Linked DNA regions of Rattus norvegicus: regions 2 and 3 are each linked to region 1. The links are chromatin contacts, called in public Hi-C maps. All regions are on one chromosome and are shown on one strand. The core of a region is the stretch at or near the end of the contact, and the rest is flanking DNA. Distances in the headings are between cores, read along the strand shown.

Region 1 (2,880 bases), core at 286-2,785:
CTGTAGACTTTGAGCCTTGTAAATGATCCTTCAGAGACACTAGAGAGACGACGCTTCCTGTAGATTATGGAACTCGTGTTTTAGTGTGGAGAGGAGCCCAAGAGATCTTTTTCTCCAGCGTACATGGCTCCATGCCGTGGTGGATCACATGTTTTAATTTGGGGAAACTGCCTCGATTGGGCAGTGGGGCCTGTCTCCTCACCTCTAGGTATGAAAGGCAGGTCTGACTGATAGGAAGTGTCACTGTTCTGGAAGCCTCTTAGGAGCCAGACAGCATTCTGAAGAACTTGTAAGGGGAAAACCAAAAAGAAAAACAAGGAAGTGGGAATTCCAGGGGCAGATACTTGATATGTCCTGGAATTGCGCCAAGGAATGGAGAAATGAGGGAGGGGAAACTCCAAGCTATGGCACCCTGGATCTGTCCTCCGTCCTCAGTGACCCTTTAGAGTGTATGACATGTTAGAGTATCCCACACGTACCCTCAGCCTCTGTCATAGGTCAGGAGAAAACCTGCCAGCTATGACCCGGAGTAGCATTTGGAGAGAGCAGGTACAGAACAAGTTTTGTTTTTTTCCTTTCCTTGATTCAAACAGAGCAGCTCTCAGAGGTCATTTCTCGTCACTATGGCCACTCAGGCTTGAAGAAGTTTTAAACAGTTTGGATTGGACACATCACTGTGGCCTCTCAGGCCCAAAGAAGTTGTGTAAAACTTAGATTGTGCTGCAGTGTTCTTTTCTCCCCAGTCCTTCAGCTTCCCAGAGCTGAGTCACAAATTGGATCCCTCTATGTTCCTTAAGGATTAAAAAGTAACATTCCTCTTCTCACTCCCTCTCCCTCCCTTCCTCTGCACCCCTTTGTGTACACTTTCCCTCAGTGCTCCCAGTCTCCAGAAAGAACAATCAGTCACCCAAGGAAGTTGATACTTGGAATCTTTGGAAAAAAAGGCCTAGGGCGTGCTGTCTCTCCCTGGGCTGGGAAAACAGCTTGGAGGAGGCATCAGACTCTAAGTATCATGCTTGGCCTCCTTGCTGATATGCAACTAGGAGAGGAAAGCCCTGTCTCCCACCGCATCTGATACCAAGAATGCTTTGGGCAGGTGGACTGGCTTCTCAGGAAAGTGCCCTTTAGTACCCGTATGGAACTGGGTGTCAGCTGTCATCATCCTAGCAACACCAGGTTTCCACTGTTGGGTCCAGGAGAGTTTGCTAAGGCAGTCAAGCAAAGGCCACACATTTCTCTGGCCCATGGAGGCTAGGCAGCAGCCTCTCAGAGTCTGGCTTCACTTCCCTTTTGTGCCTCTATGTTGACTTGGGGGCTAGGGGAGGAAGGCTGCAAATAATTGAGTTCTTTGAGATAGAGGGACCATGGCTTAGAAGGCATGAAGGGAAAAAAACAAAAAACACCAGCCATCTGGCATAATATAACAGGCAGATTTCTCTTCAAAGCCCGTGGGAAAACTTGCATTAATGTGACTTCTGTTAAAGGAAGGGAGAGGGGGGTATCTCTTTCTGCCAGAGGGGCAGTACAGTGATCCTCTGTTTGAGTAGGTCGCAGTGTCTGTCTTAGGGAAGTATGTTATCATTCTGTGTTACACTGAGATGGTTAGAGAAATCCTGGTGTCTGTTCCAGCCTGGAGCCCTAGAAAATGTCTGTAGATTTTTTGCTTTGGGGGTGTTTTTTGTTGTTGTTTGTTTTTGTTTTGTTTTTGAGAGGAGAGGAGGTTTTATGAGTTTAGACTACCTTATTGATGATTTTCTCTATTGACCCCACCCCCACCCCTGGCTCTGACATAATGAATACACTGTTGTGCGGCCTGTTGAAACAATTGCAATGACTGAATATTTACGCTTCCCTAAGACTGTCCCTGTTAAAGGGCAAATTACATGCAATTAGGGTATGAAGCTGCTTCAACCAAGATGGGCCTGTTTCCATGGGCTTGTCTTGAAACAACTTCAGTTTCTTCTCCTATGAGTCCTGCTGTAGCTGAAAGTTTGTAAATTAGAGGTTGCCTTTGGGAATCAAAACAGTGTGTGAGGGCTGTCTGAATCTAATAAAAGGAGAGTAACTAAGGGTTTTGAGAGAAAGACCTAGAAGTAACAGGAGAGAGGTCTTGGACAAGGGAGCTAAGAAGAAAGTAGTTCTGAGCAGCAGCAGTGCTTTTAAGAGGAAGGCTGGCCTGGGAGGCCTTCATATATATGCTATGCTATGTGTGTGATCTATAACATATCATTGTATGTGTGTGGGGTGTGTGTGTGTGTGTGTGTGTGTGTGTGTGTGGTATGTGTGAGTGAGTGTGTGTGTGTGGTGTGTGTGAGTGAGTATGTGTGTGTGTGGTGTGTGTGGGGGGTGTGTGAGTGTGTGTGTGTATGGTGTGTGTGTGTGGTATATGTGGGGCATGTGTGTGTGTATGTGTGTGGTGTGTGTGTGGTATGTATATGTGGGGTGTGTGAGTGAGTATGTGTGTGTGTGGTGTGTGTGTGGTATGTATATGTGGGGCGTGTGTGTGTATGTGTGTGGTGTGTATGTGGTATGTATATGTGGGGTGTGTGTGTGTGGTGTGTGTGGTGTGTATGTGAGGGGTCTGTGTATGTGTGTGGTATGTGTGTGTGTGTGGTGTGTATCTATGGGTGGGGTGTGTGTGGTGTGAGTGTGGTGTGTGTGTGGTGTGTTTAAGTGTGTGGTGTGTGTTTGTATGTGTGTGTGTATGTGTGTGTGTGGTGTACGTGTATGTGGTGTGTATGGTTGTGGTGTGTGTGGTGTGAGTGTGTGGTGTGTGAGTGTGTATGTGTGTGTGTGGTATGTGTATGTGTGTGTGTGGTGTGAGTGTGTGGTGTGTGAGTGTGTATGTGTGTGTGTGGTATGTGTATGTGTGTGTGTGGT
Region 2 (2,700 bases), core at 158-2,657, 78 kb after region 1:
GGACATTTGTATATCTCTGTGTACCCTTCTGCAGCATTAGCCTGTGTCAAAGCCTGTGATCCGTTGAACCTGTCCCTAGTACTTGTACTTGCACAGCTGAGGGACCCCTGGGATAGCAGGGCTCAGAGTAGCCTATCTGATAGGACCCTAAGACTATGTGCAATGGTAGGTGGGATGGATCACCTTCTGCTTGGCTGTTAGAGCATCTTAGCTTTCTCGACTTTTCTTTGTATTCTTCCTTGGATTGTCCTCTTAGATTGCTGACCTCTGGTTATGACCATGTTACCCACAGTTTATATTTGCTCATTCAGGTAAGTAGAGCACAACCTTATTCACCCCACAGCTGGCCAGCCTCATGTGGGGAGGAACTCTCACCATGCTCTGGTAGAGCTGCCATTCGAGCAGGGACTGAGATGCACACCTCCTCTGGGGTTCTTGGAGAAATATTTTGAACTTAGTGGAAAGATAGAATTTTGAAAATAGAAACTTTTTTTCTCCCCAAAGAGCAATCTCTGTTTCTTTCATTCCTGGGAAGGGGGTTGCTATAGAGCTACAAAGAACTAGAGGGAGAGCAGAGCCCATTGCCTGTCTTCCCTTTCATTCTCCTCAAAGGTCAGTCATTGGGTCGTTGACAGTGTTCTTTGGTTTCCAGATGTTAGTAGGAGAAGGCCGTGTCGGTTACCAGTCTAGGGACAGATAAGGGAGATCGTAGACTGGAGTCTTGTATAGAAAGAGTCCTGAAAGAAGGGTTTGGGGGCATCCATCCAACAGTGTCCATCCACAAGCATCCATTATACACCTATTGTAGGCCAGGCCATATACTAAAAATATATAAACAAAAGTCCAGCACGTATCCCTCAGTGTACAGGAGCTGGTCCAGTAGAGGAGGCCAACTTTTAGTGTTGGAGGGAAGGTCTGTGGGAGTATAAGTTTGCTTAGGATCTGCCATGCTCCAGAAGATGCTTCAGTGGAGTTGTGTCTCTTCTTTTACAATCTTTATGATAGCCTGTGGAGTATTATTATCTCTGACCTGTAGATTAAGAAATTGAAACTCCAAGATGGAATGACTTATCCAAGGTCACACAGCAGTGTGTTGCGAGCCAGAGCTGATTTCCAAATCCTTTATCACCAGTCTGGCATTCTTGGATCCCTACCCTAACCCCAGAGGATGATCTAGGGAGAAAACGGTATTTAGCGATTGAATGCTTAGTGTGCTGAGGGACAGGGGAGGGGTCCAGATGCCAGGCTGGGAGCCAGGCAGAGACCCAGCATGTGCCTGGATCCCCAGGGCATAGGGAGGAACGTTTTAAAGGCTGCCTTTGACAGCACAGGGATGGAACAGAGCTGTGCTCCTTTGCAGTGGGCCTGCTGCCCCTAGGGAAGAGCATGTTTGTCCTGGCGCACTCAAAGAGGGCCTGGGCTGGGTCCCTGCCAAGGGGGCTGGCACTGGCTCGGCATTCCTGCAGATTGGACACAATGATTCTAACCCAAATCCCACATACTTGATTTAATCACTTGGGGCTTTAGGGGAGGTGGGGAGTGGGGAGGGAAAGAGAGAGGAGTAAGTTTCAAACCTAATATGGACAAAACAGATTCTGCCTTCTCTTTAGATCTGTGACTGTGGCCAGCAGGTTTGGAGACTGAAATAGCCCCATCTGTATTTGCTTAGCAGCCTGCATGAGGGGCCAGCACCTGCTGTTTTGCTCCCTCCCCACTAGGCCTTGCCAGGCACTCCAGGCTGCTGAACCCAGAGGCAGCCATGGGGTCCTGCCAGCTTCTTGCTGGAGAATGAACTCACTCTAGTCTACTAACAGGGTTCTGCCCAGCGGTGCTTACAGTATGTGTCTCTTTCTTCCACTACTTGCCTCTTAAATCCCCTTTCCTTCTTTGTTCTCTCTCACTTCATAGCATACCTCTATCCTGTGTCTCTCTGTTCCTTTCTCGCCCTCCTATCAGAAAACAGCAGGCTTTGGAGGAAAGACAGCAAGATGAAAGGCTGCACAGACTCCTGGTTACAGCCTTCTACTTATGCAAGCCTAGACAAAGGCCTAATCTTCGAGAACTCAGCTGTCTCCTCTATAAAACTGGGTGATAATGCTGCTCTCGTATTCTTTTTGTATATAGTACCAAGACTAGGACTGTTTTAGGAAACATTTAATAAAGCCATTCTCTTCTCTTGTTTTTCTTTTGCCTTCCTTGGGCATGGATCAAGGGAGAAAAGAGGTATTTTGCAGAGTTTCCCTCATGGTGATGGGGAGGGTGGAGATAAGGCCACATGTCCTATTCTGAAGAGTGTCCACAATCCCTTCTTAGGAGCTAGATTGGTTAAGAGCGCTTGATGCTCCTGCAGAAGACTCAGGTTTGATTCCCAGCACCTACATGGTGGTTCACAACTGTCCGAAACCCAGTTCCAGGGGACCTAGTGCCCTCCTTTGGCTTCATGGGCACAAGGCTCACCTGTGGAACACATACAAACATGCAGCAAAACACTTATACATAACATAAAATGAACTAGTCAAAAAAGATTAAGTTAAAAAAGTCTTGGCATCACATCCTTTGGGGTAGCCTCCTTATGGATATAAATCCGCAAGCCTCCCTGTGACCTCTGCCAGGCTCTGTCTGTGTTTTCCTGGGATAAAGGATGGAGCTTCCCTGGAGCTTGGCATGAGATTGAGTCTGCCCTCTGGGAATGGTGGCCTT
Region 3 (2,708 bases), core at 196-2,695, 95 kb after region 1:
TATTAAAGGTCCCATTAAGAATGACAAGCCAATTCACTCACTGATCGAACAACGTCAATGATGGGAGCAACTCCATTCTTGTTTTTTGCTGCATTGACCCGTGTCTGCTCGCTGACCAACGTCCATAATTTATCCAGGTTGACAGTTGGGCAGAAGCTCTGGTTCCTCTTCAAGTGGTAATGCCTCATGCCAACTTTGCCGAAGTAACCTGGATGACTAGGAAGGAAGGCAACCATCTTCAGAGCAAGCTCATCTTTCTAGCTATCTCCTATCGCAGTATAAATGTTCACTATTGTAAACATTGACACGGCAGGCACCTGATATAATTTTTAACTGGCTGTCAGGCCACTCAGTAGAACCCCGCCCTCACTTTTAACAGGGTCCCTAAACAGGGTTGATCTGAAGTATGTCACTAACCTGGTGACTGACTGCGCCATAAAGTCCACAGCCAGTGAATAAGGTCAGTAGTTTTTCTTCGAGGACTCTAGCACACTGAGGCAACAAGCAATACCTGAGCGTGACTCTAGCCTCGGACAGGTTCCCTCAGTTCACATGCAGTGTTTTGCTCGCTAAAGCTAATAACCAACGTTAAGAAACCGTTTCCAGAGAGAAGCTGTTCTAAGTCATCCCTTCTGCCCCCACTTCCGAAACACTCACTATTTGTCAAAGTTGATCCTGTGGTGATGCATGCCTCCAGCATTCCCGCGGCCTCCTGGGTGCTTGCGGTGCTTACCTGCAGGCACACAAAGCTACATGAATGACTTCTACCTGCTCGCATGCTCTCGTTTGTTCTCAGTTTACAATCCGTTTCTGAGCATGAGTTATCAAGACTCAGGGATAAACCTTTTCGGCCTTCCGCCCCCACTACCAACATAAAGTAGGGAAACTGCTATGCCCAGGCCTCAGAAATGTTTTCTTCGACTTACAGTTGTCTACTTTCCAACACAACTCAAAGGCCAAACGCCTAGAAGGCCCACACTTACCGATGCGACCGTGGCCGTGGCTCACGTGGCCCCGGAGTTTCCGGGTCTTCCTCAGTCTGGATGGCTGTATGGGAAAAACAGCAAAATGGTTAGGCCTGCCTAAGGAAAGGGGAGGTTGGAGAGCGAGCAGCAAGGCTTGCCTGCCCGGATTATGCCTGCAAATGAGAACTTGCCTTTTGAAGGATTCAGCAAGGTTGAGGTTACAGACCGGGAGCGCGTTCAGACGCCCAGGCCCGCGCGTCTAAGGCGACCCAACTCCGGTCGGAACACGCGGCCCCAGGTCCCTCGCCCCAGACCCAAGTGAGCCATCCCGCCCCGCAGGCTACTTGCAGCCATGGAGACCCACTAAGACCAGGGCAAGCAGCCGAAAGGCAGGGAGGTAGAGCGCCCAGCCGCCACAAGGAAGCGGAGGCCACGAGAAGAACACCTACCATGGCGGTGGCAGAAAAGAAAGAGGGAGGAGCCCACCAAGTCTCGCGAGGTAGAAGGCGCGGGGGTGGGACTAAGGCTCCATTTCCGGCCCAGAAGCTGGCCTCGGGAGGGGCTCAGACGTCAGCGACTTCCGGCGCCCGCCTCTTCCTTTCCGTGTGGGTGGGCGGGGTAAGCGGTGGCGCCCGCCCCCGGGAATCGCGGTTACCACCATGCTTATCTCTTTCTGGGGCTTGGCGGGCGTTTTCTTAGTACAATGCTCTCTTCTGGCGCTGTTGGTTCTGTCTCCTGGCCGCCATGGCGGTGTCTCAGAGCATCTGCAAAACTTCCACAGGTCCTCTGGTCTCCCTTGAAGGGACACTGCCCTTCTCTTTTGCTCTTGTCCTGTCAAATTTGAACAGCCTTCTGCGCTTCAGGGATCTAGATTTTGAACTATTTTCTATAAACACATTTGAATTTTCTCCAGAATCTGGCTGGTAAGCTTTTAGTCCTCTGGACCCGAGGTTCCCAGCCCGGTGTGTTCCTCATGCAAGCGATTCCTGCGTGAACTTTTTTGGACCTGTTTTGTTACTTGTTTACTTGAACCACCACACAATCTGGCATGTAACTCCAAATTACTAAATTACATTTTTCTTCCCGATTGAGCCCAAATTCTCTAAGGGTTCAAGGATTGACCAGTATTGTTTGTTTGTTTTTTCCCCTTAAATCCATGAGTTCCTGACATGTAGCCTGTTTACTAAGAATACAAAAATGTCCCACTTGTGCACAAGATCCTCTCCCCTTAACTGTTTTGTTTTGGTTTTTCTGACTTGATCTGTTAAACTAAAGAGTATTCTAGTTAAAATACCCTAAATTCTTATGTCTATTAGGACCCGTTTCTTAAAAAAGAGTGGGCAGATCCCATCCATCTGCTGGCTTCTTATTTAGTGTTCAATTCATTACAATCTAGGCAGTTTGGCTTTAGCCACACCATTGCCTCAAGATTTTTTATTTGCTTGTTTTGAGACAGGGTCTTACTCTGTAGCCAAGGCTGACCTGCATATATGTACTTCCTGATTGCTGGAATTACACTCCTAATTGGTTTGATGGGCATGATGGTCTATTTTAAGATTTATTTATTTATTATATATAAGTACACTGTAGCTGTCTTCAGACACACCAGAATAGGGCATCTGATCTCATTACAGATGGTTGTGAACCACCATGTGGTTGCTGGGATTTGAACTCAGGACCTCTGGAAGAGCAGTCAGTGCTGTTAACCACTGAGCCATCTATCCAGCCCCGGTGTATAACTTT

Evidence for each region. Hi-C and Micro-C count contacts between places; a contact is called where the count stands out from the background.
Region 2: a contact with region 1 is called in a Hi-C map of Schwann cells, with 5 times the contacts expected there. The contact joins two enhancer-like sites. A contact is called at or near these places in 7 of 12 Hi-C or Micro-C datasets (the A7r5 cell line, the Rat2 cell line, Schwann cells and 4 more) and 1 of 1 datasets of contacts at active chromatin or transcription factors (oligodendrocytes).
Region 3: a Hi-C map of kidney shows a contact between it and region 1, with 4 times the contacts expected there. The contact joins the promoter of Rpl27a here to the enhancer-like site in region 1. A contact is called at or near these places in 10 of 12 Hi-C or Micro-C datasets (the A7r5 cell line, the Rat2 cell line, Schwann cells and 5 more) and 1 of 1 datasets of contacts at active chromatin or transcription factors (oligodendrocytes).

The regions. Positions count from the first base shown.
Region 1 is chr1:173,068,591-173,071,470 of GRCr8, reverse strand. The region is part of intron 2 of Dennd2b (DENN domain containing 2B); the gene reads left to right. Among named protein-coding and RNA genes, the nearest start is that of Dennd2b, 59 kb to the left of the region's middle. Within about 2 kb of position 1,535, at least 20 of the 93 cell types and tissues checked have an H3K27ac peak or open chromatin away from gene starts, as enhancers often do. A contact at or near this core is called in Schwann cells, where this site is marked.
Region 2 is chr1:172,990,653-172,993,352 of GRCr8, reverse strand. The region is part of intron 12 of Dennd2b (DENN domain containing 2B); the gene reads left to right. Among named protein-coding and RNA genes, the nearest start is that of Snora3B, 15 kb to the right of the region's middle. Within about 2 kb of position 1,407, at least 47 of the 93 cell types and tissues checked have an H3K27ac peak or open chromatin away from gene starts, as enhancers often do. A contact at or near this core is called in Schwann cells, where this site is marked.
Region 3 is chr1:172,973,310-172,976,017 of GRCr8, reverse strand. Rpl27a (ribosomal protein L27A) reads right to left here and starts at 1,445. Exons shown (of 5, transcript NM_001106290.1): 1 at 1,415-1,445; 2 at 984-1,047; 3 at 658-733; 4 at 42-216. The coding sequence starts at 1,417. It overlaps LOC134478799 (small nucleolar RNA SNORA3/SNORA45 family), which reads right to left and starts at 534; the gene lies at 405-534. It also overlaps a transcript of Trim66 not described here.